Regions from separate parts of the Macaca mulatta genome. Here region 2 is linked to region 1. Evidence: chromatin contacts called from public Hi-C data. All regions are on one chromosome and are shown on one strand. The core of a region is the stretch at or near the end of the contact, and the rest is flanking DNA. Distances in the headings are between cores, read along the strand shown. Region 1 has its middle 85 kb from the start of LRRC8D. Region 2 holds the start of LRRC8C (leucine rich repeat containing 8 VRAC subunit C).

Evidence for each region. A called contact is a pair of places that touch in the nucleus more often than the background predicts.
Region 2: a contact with region 1 is called in a Hi-C map of fetal cortex germinal zone, with 4 times the contacts expected there. The contact joins the promoter of LRRC8C here to the enhancer-like site in region 1. A contact is called at or near these places in 5 of 14 Hi-C or Micro-C datasets (CD4 T cells, fetal cortex germinal zone, fetal cortical plate and 2 more).

What each region holds. Positions count from the first base shown.
Region 1 is chr1:150,884,870-150,891,411 of T2T-MMU8v2.0, reverse strand. No RefSeq gene overlaps it. Among named protein-coding and RNA genes, the nearest start is that of LRRC8D, 85 kb to the right of the region's middle. Within about 2 kb of position 3,736, at least 7 of the 40 cell types and tissues checked have an H3K27ac peak or open chromatin away from gene starts, as enhancers often do. A contact at or near this core is called in fetal cortex germinal zone, where this site is marked.
Region 2 is chr1:151,014,111-151,020,602 of T2T-MMU8v2.0, reverse strand. It overlaps LRRC8C (leucine rich repeat containing 8 VRAC subunit C), which reads left to right and starts at 3,252. Exons shown (of 3, transcript NM_001257603.1): 1 at 3,252-3,408. It overlaps LOC114677359, which reads right to left and starts at 3,297. Exons shown (of 5, transcript XM_077953100.1): 1 at 2,739-3,297; 2 at 2,100-2,291. The coding sequence starts at 3,297. The coding sequence ends at 2,881.

The DNA of each region.
Region 1 (6,542 bases), core at 2,487-4,986:
GATCAGATTTGCATTTTAAAGATGCATCTGGGTGGGGAGTGATTGGAGGGAACTAAGACTAGGAGCAGGGAGAAGAGCTAAGAGGCTGGTTCATGGGCATTTGAAAAGGGAACTGTGGTTATTGGAGCCATTGTGAAATCACTAAAACAAAGTTCTGTCAAAGTCACCTATTTTTATTTTTGCTAGTGTTGCTAGACTGGTGTGTTAGAGAAATGACAAAGTTCATAGTCTTGAACTTCTTGCCTGCTACTCAGTTTTGTCCTGCCACTCAGGTTTGTCCTGTCGCATTCTCCTCCTCTGTCCTCCAGCCACATGGACCCCTTTTGGTTTACTTCTGTGTCTTGAGGATTCTGTCGGATGCTTTTGCAGAGGCTCTTCCCTCTATTTAGAATGCTTTTCTACTCTGTCCCCTTTTCCAGGCTAATTTCATGCTTTAGATCTCTCAGTTTTTTCAGAGAGGCCTCCTCTGATTCCCCAAAACCAAGTTAGATCCCCTTGCTTAAATCTTCATTGCTCCAACCCCTTTCAAAGCATTCATTGCCACTGTAATCACTTCTTACAAAATCACTTTTTCTTTTGACACTAAAAATTCCTTGAGTACAAAGGCCACTTCTGTTGTGTTTACCATTAGTAACTTAAAATAGTGCAAAGTAGATGTTCACATTTGTTATACAGGATTATCTAATCATTTGTTCTGGAAATGTGTCTAAACCATGTGAATTACAGATTTTAGAATCTTTTTATTCTTTGCCCTTCTCCAGATTCTGAGCAGTTCCTCTTTCTTGCAGCATTTTTCAGAGATTACTGACAGTGGTTCTATGTTGCAACAGCAAGTTCTCTCAGTTGTCTGGGTTGTCATTGCTTTAGTGCAGGGATCAGCAAACTGCAGTCCAGCGCAAATCTGGCTAGCAGCCTATTTTTGTAAATAAAGTTTTATTGGAACACAGCCATGCCTATTTCCAACTGTCCATGACTGCCTTCACACTATAACAGTGGAGTTGAGTAGTTTCAACCAAGACCATATGGCCTGCAAAGCCTAAAATATCACTTTTATAGAAAAAAATTGCCGACCTCTAGTCTAGTATAAATATTTGAGCTCATTTAAGACAGCTAGTGCTTCCTTTGTATCACCTCATCTATATTTGACGTCTTTTCATCTTTGCCCATCTTTGATCAGCCTTTACAATTTGGAAATTATTCTATTGAAGAATTTAGAACAAAATTGACAGCTGCTGCCCATAGTCATCTGCTGACATAAATCTTCTGCCCCATGTGGTGCCTGCTCCACATTGTTCTCTTTGCTCTATATACGTCTAACAAAGCCCATTTTATTGCCCTTAGAATTTTTATAAAATGTATTTCACACTCTGCTTCTTTTTGCAGGTTATATTCTGTCTTGATTATGTACTCCTCCTTCCTACAGTTCTTCATGACCCTTTAGGAACTCACCAAAGAGCTCTCTTGGCAGCCAGACGCTCCCTTTGTTCAGAATCACTTTCACTTGTGTTATCAGAATTTTATTTTTGAAAGTCCTCTATCTCTCATGAATGAGTCTTTAGATCAGGTCTTTAGGTTATACCTGTGAGTTTTTCTTTCTCTTTTTCTGAAACATCCAAATGTTTCCAGGAGAGTTTTGAGAGCATGTCAGAAGGTCAGATATCCTTAGCCATTTCAGACTCTCAGATGACAATCCATTCCACTTCTATTCCTCCTCAACCAGTTATTCTGCTTGGTCAGTGTTACAGTTAAACTGTGGTCCCTCAAAAAGATATGTTGGACCCCCAGTACCTCCCAATATGAGTTTATTTGGAAACAGGGTCTTTACAGAGGTCAAGTTAAACTGAGGTGAAAAGGGTGAGTGTCTGTGAGCACAGGGTTCTGGGAAGCATAGAGGCAGATGCCTGACTCAGAGTCTGAAGGCGGGGAGGTAGAGAGGAACGCCTTGTGGAGAAAATTCTGTTTCAACTGAGTCCGAAAACAGTGAAGAGTGTTTAGCAAAGGCACCACTAGGGGTGCTCTGGAGGAGCTGGAGCCTTCCCTATGATTTCTGTTACTCCCCGCACCCCATCACCAGCAACCTCATAGTAAAAACTAACATTTATTCAATATTCATGTACCAAGCACAGTTATCATAAGATAACTTAACAGTCATTATTTTATTTAATCATCACAAGAATCCTATTATTACTATCCTAAGTCCATAGAGAGACTGGGGTACATGGAGGTCAAGACCCTTGTCTGGGTTCACTAAGCCGAGTGAACTCAGGCAGGAGTTGAACTCAGGCAGGCTGCTTGCAGGAGCTGTGCCCTTAACCTACCTTTCCTGCAAAGGAAAAGAGCATACATGCTCTGCCAGGCAGCTTTGAAACAAGTCCTCTAGCATCGTTCTACCCACGTCAGGGCTTCAAACAGATGGCCACCACTAAGCCCTTCCTTTAGAGAAATGCTAGAATGCCCTTGAAAACGAGCCAAACAAATAAAAGAAGTATGGGAAGTTGGGAGAAGGGAGGAATCCTCAGGCTCTCCAGAGACAGCAGGAAGATTTTTTTTTTTTTTTTTTTTTTTTTTTTTTGATACAGGATCTCACAGTTACCCAGGCTGGAGTGCAGTGGCACCATCACGGCTCACTGCCACCTCAACCGCCCTGGGCTCAGGTGATCCTCCCACCTCAGCCTTCTGAGTAGCTAGGACCACAGGTGCGCACTACCACACCCAGCTAATTTTTCTATTTTTTTGTAGAGATATGGTTTTGCCATGTTGCTCAGGCTGGTCTCAAACTCCTGGGCTCAAGTGATCTGCCCACTGCAGCCTCCCAAAGTGCTGGGATTACAGGGTTGAGCCACTGTGACTAGCTGGCAGGAAGATTTTTAATAACAAATAGCTAGAGAGTGGGCAGGGGTCAAAAGTTCTTCAGCCCTGATCCTGTCCTACTAGGAAAGTGCTTCTCAGCAGAAAGGAAATCCCTTTCTAGAATGAGACTTACTAACACCATTTACATGTAAGAGCATGTCCAGGGACACATTCAAGATGTGCCTAAGAGCAGGTCTGCGTGGGTGAGCCTCAACTGACCCATTGGTCACTCATTTCATCTCTGACTCTCCCCCTGCCTACTCTCTCTCCATCTCCCCAGCTTCTCTTCTGTGCTACTCAACCTGCCCCACAAGCCACAAAAACAACCTGTTAATGTTCATGGCCTGCAGTTTTTTCAGACCTTAACAGGTGAAACTTCAGGGTCAGAACCTCATAGCACAGCCCCAGATCATCCTCACCCCACGGCAGCCATTCAGGATGGCCTCACAGAAGCCCGCAAGGAAATCAGTTCCTGGCTGGAATTAAATAACAAGGAGCCTCTAGAAATCAAGATTTGACACTGACAACTGAAGAACTTAAGTTATTGGGCATGAGACGGCATGACAGATGCTACCCCAGTCCCAAGCATGTCGACTTGCCTCGAGCACACTGTAAGTGTTTAGATAGCTTTGGACAAATGCTGTCTTGAACTGCCAGGTCATACCTTGGTATTTAAGAGACCATTACTCGGCACAACATGGCAGCTAGTATTTAAAACAAATGGTAAAGAGGAAAGGCAATCATTTCCTCACTAAATGAAATAGGAGATATGAATCTGAGGAACACAATCTGGCACTGATTGAAAGTAAATTACCAGCTGATTAGACGGCTGTAAATACAGGGAGAGAAGCCTCAACCAGCAGCTGGATTTTGTAAGGAAGAGGGCAATTAGAGAGGGCACCGGCGAGGCAGAGCACAGGCAGGGCTCTGCACAGAGCAGACAGGGCAGCTCTGCATCCCCAGGATTACAAAGGCAGGAAGGGGTTTTTAGGAAGTGTTCTATGAATGGAGCCTGCATGACGGGAGAGCTCCCCACTCCCACTCTCCCCGCCCTGCCTCCATAGTGAGCATGAAGAGAACTGCCAGCCCCTATCTAGCAGCAGTTAGGTTGGGTATTTGTTATCGCAACACAGGAAGTATCAACAAATTCTCTTCCTTTTTCAGGCTGTACTCAATCTGGAAGCTTTTTGCTTCCTATCAAAAGCCAGGGACTTGAAAACTACTTAGATCCCTGTAGCCTACAGGGACAAAGTTCATGCAGATCTCAGTGGGAGACGCCATCTCCAGATAGCAACTGGGGCCAGTTTTTGCAGATGGCACGCGCTTAAAGATGCAAGCCTCCATGATTACCAAGAACTGAGAACTCTCTGCAATTAGCAGGAGTGTAACTGGAAAACCGAGGGCTCCTCTGTGCCTTACCAAAAGACATTCCCTCTTCCTCTGGCAAGTTGGAGAAGATAATTTGGCCAGCCTAGGAGGAAGTGATTGATTGAGACAGAAATGGTAGAGAGAAGGATGACTGTGATTTTTACTTTGGTGATGGGCATGAACATAACAAAGAACAGATGGTGGATGCCTTAGTCCCACTGGTGTTATCAATTCCATAGCCCTGAGCCCTGCCCTGCTACAGGCTTGTGTAATTCTCAAGCATGTGCTCTCATGGCCCAAGGGGAGAATATGCAGCACACACCCTCCAGCTGCGAGGTTAACTCAGCAATGCTCCACCTTTGTCATCTTTGGATTCCAGCACTCAGGCCCTGGATATACCTCTCACCAGAAGTGAACACCTGGTGGGGGCTGCAGTAGATCCAATGACCACATCAGCTGCAGTTTGCATCTCGAAGAAATGATTCCAAAGTAACATGACAGGGGACATATGAGATGATAAGTAAACAATAGAGAATAAAAATAATGGAGGAAGAGTTGAGGAAAAGGCCTCCTTTGAGCTAGGATAAAGTCACTTCCTTAGCCAGATCTAAGGGTTTAACTCTTAATTTAGAGGCACCAAGAAGTTACAACACATAGTGCTACTTGAAGCTTATTTTATAGATAACATACTTAACTGTTAACAGATTCAGTTAGCTGTTTACAGTTTAGTTAACTGGATATAGTTCTCAACCCACATGGGGTCAGTCATTTTCAACAAATCTTTTTATTTTCTCTATAGAATTCAGAGTTAAAGAACTCCTTAAAGGATACACAAAACTGTCAACAGTAGTTAAGATTTCAGTGGTCTGGGGGTGAATTCCAGGTAAGTAGTCCCTCTTATCAAATGTTTCTTTAACAATGCTTGCAGCTGTCTTGACGTGACAGCCATCACAAAAGCCAATATTAATCAGATCACTAAAGGGACACAAATAACTGACACTAGCCAAGAAAGAATTCAAAGATATTTTTGAACTAGTTTGGGGCCAACTTTTGTGTGAGAAGAGAAGAGGAGTTGAGTTCACTTCATCTGGTGTTAACTGAAATAAGAGTTAATGTGCGAAATATCTTCATCACTGACTAAAACTAAGATCACAGATTAGAGCGCCAAAGGGTGTGACTAGAAGGAAGTGTCAGCATTGCAGAAAAGAATGCAAAACCAGGAGGATCTCATGTTAACAGCTGGCTGCCTAATGGATAAGAAATATGGTCAGAACACAAGGAAGGAGACTGGCGAGTAATGAAGCTGAATTTAAAGGCTTTCAACAAAGCCACCTTCTCTTGCAGAATTACCACTCCTCCTGCTGCCCTCAGGACAATTCCTGAGCGTGCTGGTGAGAGGCTTTTGTTCAATCATCCCCAGGGTCCTTCAGCTCTTCCTTCCCTGGTAAAGTAGAGGTGAAGATCAATTTTACCTAAGTAAACATTTGGTTCTCACAGCCATAAGAGAGAACATTCGGTACTCACAGAAGTACGTACAACTTCTCTTAAGACAGCTCTGTTTTCCTAAACACAGTGTATGAACCCCCAAGATCTTACAATGTTCCCTGGAGTCAGTTTAAAGTGTTGAGTCCTCTCTGGTTCTAGGATTCTAGAAGGATCAAAGTTTATTAACAAATCATATAGCAACTACGGCTGCCCAACTATTCCACACAGCTTCATCTCTGTAACTACATCATGCTAATGCAATTACTATCAAAATTTAAATAAGTTTTTTTCATAGACATAGACAAGCTTACTCTAAAATTTGGATGGAAAGGGAAAGACCGAAGAATTGCTAAAAAACAAAAACAAAAACAAAACAAAAAAAAGAAAAGAAAACAAACAAAAAAAACTAAAAACAAGAATAAAGTGGGAAGAATCACTCTTCCCAATGTTAAGGCCCAATATGTAATTGCAGTATCCAGACAGTATGGTACTGGTAGAGGGAACAGGCAAAGCAATCAGTGGAACAGAATAGAGAACACAGATATAGCCCCACTCAAAATTCCCATTAATTTTAGACAAAGAAGTAAAAGCAATGCAATAGAGGAGAAATAGCCTTTTCAATAAATGGTGCTGGAGCAATTGGACCTAAACCAATACTAAAATCAACTCAAAATGGATCATGGACTCAAACATAAACATACAACTATATAAGAGAAAAATCTTTGGGGTGTAGGACTAAGCAAAGTTCTTAGACTTGACATCAAAAGCATGAGCCATAAGAAGAAAAATTTATAAATTGGATCTCATCAAAATTAAAAACTTTTGTTCTGTGAAAGACC
Region 2 (6,492 bases), core at 2,003-4,502, 130 kb before region 1:
GAGACCAGCCTGGCCAACATGGTGAAAACCCATCCCTACTAAAAAAAAAAAAAAAAAAAAATTAGCTGGGCATGGTGGTGGGTACCTGTTAATCCCAGCTACTCAGGAGGATGAGGCAGGCAGAATTGCTTGAACCTGGAAGGTGAAGGTTGCAGTGAGTGGAGTTCACACAGAGTGAGACTCTGTCTCAGAATTAATTAATTAATTAATTATGCCTTCAAGGAATAACTCAACCCAGCCTCAGTTTTCTTACAGCTAACAACAAAACAACAATATAACATAATTGCTGTTATCATACAACCCACTAGAGGGGTTACAGATATTCTAAGTCTCACCACAACCCTAAAAGGTAGCTATATTCCAATAGACGGATGAGGAAACTGAAGTTCACAGCTAGCAATACAAGAGTTAAGCCCAGACCTATTTCATTCCAAATCCCTTACCACAGCCCCACATGGCCCAGAAATATCTACTTCTGCTCCTATCACCAACCTGTACATGGTTATCTGATAATTACGTAGAGTCTTTAGTGTTGGAACTACTCACTCTGGAAGTCCAATTAGAATGTCAAAATTTAGCCTAAAGAATTGGGTATAAAGTGAAAGGTCAAGACAGAGACTGTGTACCCAGTTCATCTAGCTCACAGTACCCTCTCCTTTCTGGAGATGTGCTGAACTTTAAGCACATTTACTTCAAAATGGTTTATTCTGGTTTGTGTGTATGCGTGATTCCCTCTCCCATGAACTATGAACACCCTGAAGTCAGAGAATAAGCCTTGTACTTATTTAAGACCCTCCCTCAAGTTGACTGATTGCTAATTCTCCCAGTCCTTTACAGAGAGCTTGCTAAGTGTGGATGTTGATGTGAATTAGATGGACTGAGATGAGATGACTAGGTTTAAGGTTTACATGCTACAAAACAAGAAAAAGTGAACTAAGCCGTGTAGCATAGTTTTTAGACTAGTAGCTTTCAAGCATTAACGTGCATGTGAATTACCTGCCTACACGTGAAAAACTACCCAGTTGATCCAATTAGAAGGCAGACACAGAGTAGCCAAAAGTATTGCAATAAAGCAACTTGGGGTGGACTCAACTTGCAGGGGATTCAGATCCCAGGTTTCCAAACCTTTTTGCTATTCCTGGTTCTTTTGCTTTCGATGAAGAGTAGTAAGTACGATAGTAGCTCTCATTTACTGACTACTTACAAAGTGCTTGGCACTGTTCTTGGTGATTTGAGCATATTAGCTAATTCTCACAGCACCCTGTACTACTATACCTATACTGATGATAAGGGGATGTGGGTCGGGGGGAGGGGGCAGGTAAAAAGAACAGTAAATTTCCTAAGTTTAAACTGGAAGAGCAGGGATTTAATCCTGGTTCACCTGAGTACAAAGTCTAAGGTTCAATGGTTCCTTGACACTGGGTAGCAAGGGAACATTTCAGGGATGCCTAAGCTTGTGGTCAGGTGCCAGTGGTACAAAGCCAGAAGTGTATTAGAGAGCAGAATAAGGCCCTCCACAGGAGGGTTGTAACCTTGGTACTTCTGTGTTTAAATTCAGGTAAGGTCAGAGCCTCACTGTGTTTAAATTCAGGTAAGGTAAGAGAATTGAAGAGGTAAAACTACCTTAGAGAGTATTGCTGCATCTACCCTGGTGACTTACAAGGTACTTGAATTTTTTTTGTTTGTTTGTTTTTAAGCAAATTGCTAAAGTTAGCCTTTGCCTTTTTCCCCCAGACTCTCTAGGAATTTTTCCCACCTGCTGACTAGGAGGTAAGCCACGACCTAAATTTTTGTCTTGTTCTAGGTTAATTAAGACTGGTGTTAGATTCAGCTCCTAAGGCCTAAGAGAATTTAAGATTGTCTTCTGGGAAGGACACCCAACAGCAGCACTGGAATTGGAAAAAAAAGTGTAGGATTTTGCTGAGTGAGCAGGGGGAAAGCAATGTAAAGCCCAAGAGAATATCTTTTGAACAAATGTCCTTTTCATTTTGGTTTAGAAATAGAAACATAGTAAAAGGAGGCGACTGCTTTCTGAAGGCTTGTAGTATGAAAACAGGCCAACTGGTCAGCACTAGTTGTCTATCAGTTTCTCTACTCACATACATCTGTCTTTTCCAGACTGCCAGTGCGGAGCACTAGTTTGACTTTGGGTGCTCTTCAAATAGCTGGCATTGATAAGGCATTCCCAGAAGACTGTTACTTAGTAATCTTGTCTGTACATTTTTTCACTGGGAAGAGATTTTCCATACAGAGAGCTGCCAGCTTTCAAGACGTCAGTTTGCTTTTTCATCCTGAAATTGGGTAGGAAAACGGGGAGAAGAAAAGCACAGTTCAGATCAATCAATGAGGGAGAACCCCTCCCCCCATACTCGCTAAATAACAGGTGGTTTTGCTGTGCACCGTCAACTCCTTTATGCGGGAGCTGTAGGCGGGGCATTCCAACTGAATCTCCCCGGAATCTGCCGCTTAGCCCGTCTTGCAGGGGCGGTGCAGTTGGGGATTCCGGCCTGAAAGGAGACATGGTTGTCAAGGGGCTCAAGAGCTTCGTGATCCAAGGATATTGGGTTTTGCTTTTCTCCTTCTCCATCTCCCTCAGTGTATCCCACCGTCCCCTCCCCACCCTTCTTTTAGGAGGCCTTCGCTTCTCCTGTGGAGGGGTTATCTTCATTCTGACCCTGGCCTTCGGAGGAGTTCCCAGAAGGGCTATTTTTAGTGGTGGCTGCTCCCCTCTAACTTACCCCGGGGGAGGAGCTGCGGTGGCTGAGCCGACGCCTTCGCGCACAGCCGCCTGTGGTTTTCCGCGAATTGTTAGGGATGAGTGGTGGAGGTGGTATTAGACGCAGCCGAATCCCCCCACGCAGAGCCCGCCAGGTGGGCGTCTCAGGGGTGGGAGTGGCCGCGTCGCGAAGCGGAGACAGGATTTCTCTCCCAGTCCTGGAGAAAGCCCCCGGCGGCGGGCGGCAGCCCTCGCTGGCGGGTCCTGGGCGCGGGGTGGTCTCTGCAGGGGAGGAAGTTCCCGGGCAGCGCGGCCTGCGTCACAGCGGGGCTGGCACCGCGGAGTCGACTCGGCTGGCGGTAGCGACCCCAGGGCCGGGCGCTGGGCGGCGCTGGCTGCCGCTGGCCCAGCTGCGCGCGGGGCGGTGCTGGAGGCGGCTCCGTCCGCGGCCGGGGAGGCGGAGGGGAGGAGGGCTTGCGGGGCTGGGGCGTTAGCTGCGTCCCGGCTGGAAGCCCGCGAAGAGAACGAGGAGGAGGGCGCCGCCGTGGCCGCGGCTGCAGTGCTCTGGCGCTACAAGCCATGAGCAGCGGTCCCGCGAGAGACCCCGCCGTCGCTGGCAGCCGCTGAGCCCGACCCCCAGGCAGCTCGCTGCTCCCTAGGACCCTCTGCAGCCGACACCCTCGCGCCCGGAGGTAAGGGCGGGGGATCCGCGGAGGGATGGAGAGGGGCAGCCCGCAGAGGGCCACCCGCTCGGTCTGCCGGGCGCGCCGCACCAGGACTCGCCCCGCCTCACTCGCGTCCCTGCCTCCCCCCGGCTCTCAGTCAGAATGTGGTTGCCCGCCCGGCGTGTGGTGCCGGGAACCATCCGCTACTGCGGCTCAGGAGCCCGCCAACCCCTACCCCACCCAATCCACGCTAGCCCCGGCGGCCGCGCTAGGACCCCAGCCCGGCGCCCAGCGCCGCGCGGCCGCGGCAGGTCGTGCAGACTGGGCACGGGGGCGGGGGGCGGTCCGCGAGGGAAAATGCGTCCGTGGCCGGGGCGATCGTCGTTCTTTCCTACCTCGAAAATCCCTGAGACCCCGGGGCCTGTCCTTTCCGGTCTGCCACCCCCCTGCCACCTCCGAACCCTTGAAGTTAGCACTTTTGGGGAGGCAGAGGAATTGGAAGGTTTCTCGAAGAAACGTGAGAGCACCGTGTGCTCACCTGCAGGACTGAAGGGGAGGGGGTTCAGCTCGATCGGGCGGGCCCCAGAAGCCAGGTGTCTAGGCCAGCGGTTGAGGCCAAGACCGCTGCCTTCATCCCACGCCGAGGCTCGCTGATCTTTCCCTTTCCAGCTGGTTCCACCAACGAGATGATTAGGGATGGAGTTAGCAACTCAGGAGCGTTAGGATGTGTTCTGTGGACGCGAATGCCTTTCTTTTCTCCCTCAGCCAGTTCTTCCCTCCCCAACCCCCCACGCCTGCCCGGTATACAGCAAAGTCCAAACAGTTTCTTCCAAACCTTGCATCCTCCGTAGTTTTGCGATAGCCGGACACCTAGCCCGCATCCTAATGCGGATATTTCGGAGTGTTACGGCCAAACTTGCCTTGTTTTCAAATTCCTTAAGCATGTTAAAGCCTCAGCAAACGTTAGGAAACATTTTCAGGTTCCCATCCTCCTTAAAGTAAAAAATAAGAACCAATCCATCTTTGTGGGAGTGCCGGCGTTTGGCACGGGGAGGCTTGAATTACCTCCATTTAAAGCAGCCTTTGAGGGAAGGAATAGGTAAAGGAAATTACGGCCCTATTTAAGTCACATACTTCTTTCGCGGTAGTGTGAGAAATGTAGCCTTAACCAACAGTCACATTTCCCGACAGGTATGTGGTGGTTTCCCAAAGCATGGATGAGGCTTCAGCGTGGGCAGGTCATTAAGATGTCATTTAGACGAAAAAGGAGTAAAAGTGGAGTAGTCCTCTTGGTTAGCACAACGCTACAAAATCTCTCTGGCGAGAGCCAATCATTTTTATACATTTATACATTCTGTTTATTTTTAAATAATTTGTTGAAAACCCAAAACATAATCTAAACTGCACAAAACTTGCTCAATTCATAAACAATGTGTTAAGTGTGTAAACAAACATTAAATGTATACAGCTTTAGTCTAGGATATTTGTATTTCTTATGACTCGCTTTAATAGGGAAGGCCAGGGCTATTGGTTTGCTTTCCTCTGGAGTGATTAACAAATTCTGTCTTCGGGTCAGTTTGTTGCCTTTGAGGGGGATGTAGGGCAGTTTTGCAAAGATGGATATTTGCCATGGTTCACTTAATAGGTTGGCCACAGACCGGACTCATCAACCCAAGAATTGTATCAGAGATACCAAGCATATTTAACAATTTTCTTATTAATAAAATCAAGCCTTTATTAATAGTACTAATCTATTATTTCTCAGATTAAGCACTTTAGTGAAATGTGTTTTTAAAAGGGAATGCTTTTAGTGAAAATAATGCGTTCGGAGCTGTAAGATAAATGAATGAAAATGCTGCACTTTATTTCCATGAAGTTTATCTTTTAAAAAACAATACAAAGTTAGAAATATGTTTAACTCCCAGGTGTTCAATTTTTACCAATTTGTTATGATTTTTAATAGTCTATAGTATTATTTATAGTCACCTATAACATTATAATAGAGCAAGCCCAGGTTTAAAATGAAATGAGGTGGAAACTATATTTTGCCAAGAATTGTGTTAACGATTTAATATGGTACATTTCTATAACATAATGTAGCTGCATGCTAGATACCTAATACACATTATCTCAGGTTCTTACAACGAACCCCTAAGGTAGATGGTACCATCTACATTTTACAAAAAAGGAAGTTCAGAGTTTCTGACTTGGCCAAAGACTATACAGCTAAGTTAGTGCCTGAATGAAGTCAAGCCGCCTTAGTCTTAATGATATACTTTTTAAAAAAATTATTCAAAGCTGCTTATTTTTTCTATATAAATTTTTTGTTAACTCACCATAATGACTATATGAGGAAACAGAGATTGTAAAGTTTTCTGCCCAGCATTTTCCGTATAACAGAATTCCAATTCTGAATCAAGGCCATCTGTTTCTAAAACCCATGTTCTTGCCACTGATTTCTATTAAATGACTGATCCAGAGCTTAACCTTAGCGGACAATTTACTCCTGCCCATCAGCTATTATCACTGGCATGACAATGATGGTCTCATGGGCTGTAACACACTCCCAAGATTTTATACTTCATTTCTGGAGTGTTGGCTGTATCTCCAATTCCAGATCACTCATGAAAGCATATTACAACTAATGAGGGTTACATAACCATGGAGGTATCCTTGAATCTACTTGATTCCTTTTGAATCATTCTAGTTTGGCATGGAGTAAAGAGAATGGCCTCCAGAAAAAGCTGCTATCAAATTCGGACTCTACTGCGCAGTAGGAGTGCAAATGAGCTCAGATTATTCAACTTCTTTGAACCCTGGTTTCCTCTTGTATAATGGGGTTAATAAGGCCTCCTTAGCTGGATCACTGTATGGATTACTTGTAATAGTGCATGTAAAGGACAGCTTCTGTCACCCAGTAGGTGCTCAGTAAAGATAAACACCAGTGTATCGTAGCACTGGTAGAAATTTCTGCTGTATTTCACTTTATGTATATTTTACATGCATGTAGTGATTAGTCATTGCTATCAGTGATTCACTCTTTATATGATTATACAAACGTGTAATCTGATTCTTAGCATCTTTAACTTTTGAATCACATCCTTTTTTGTT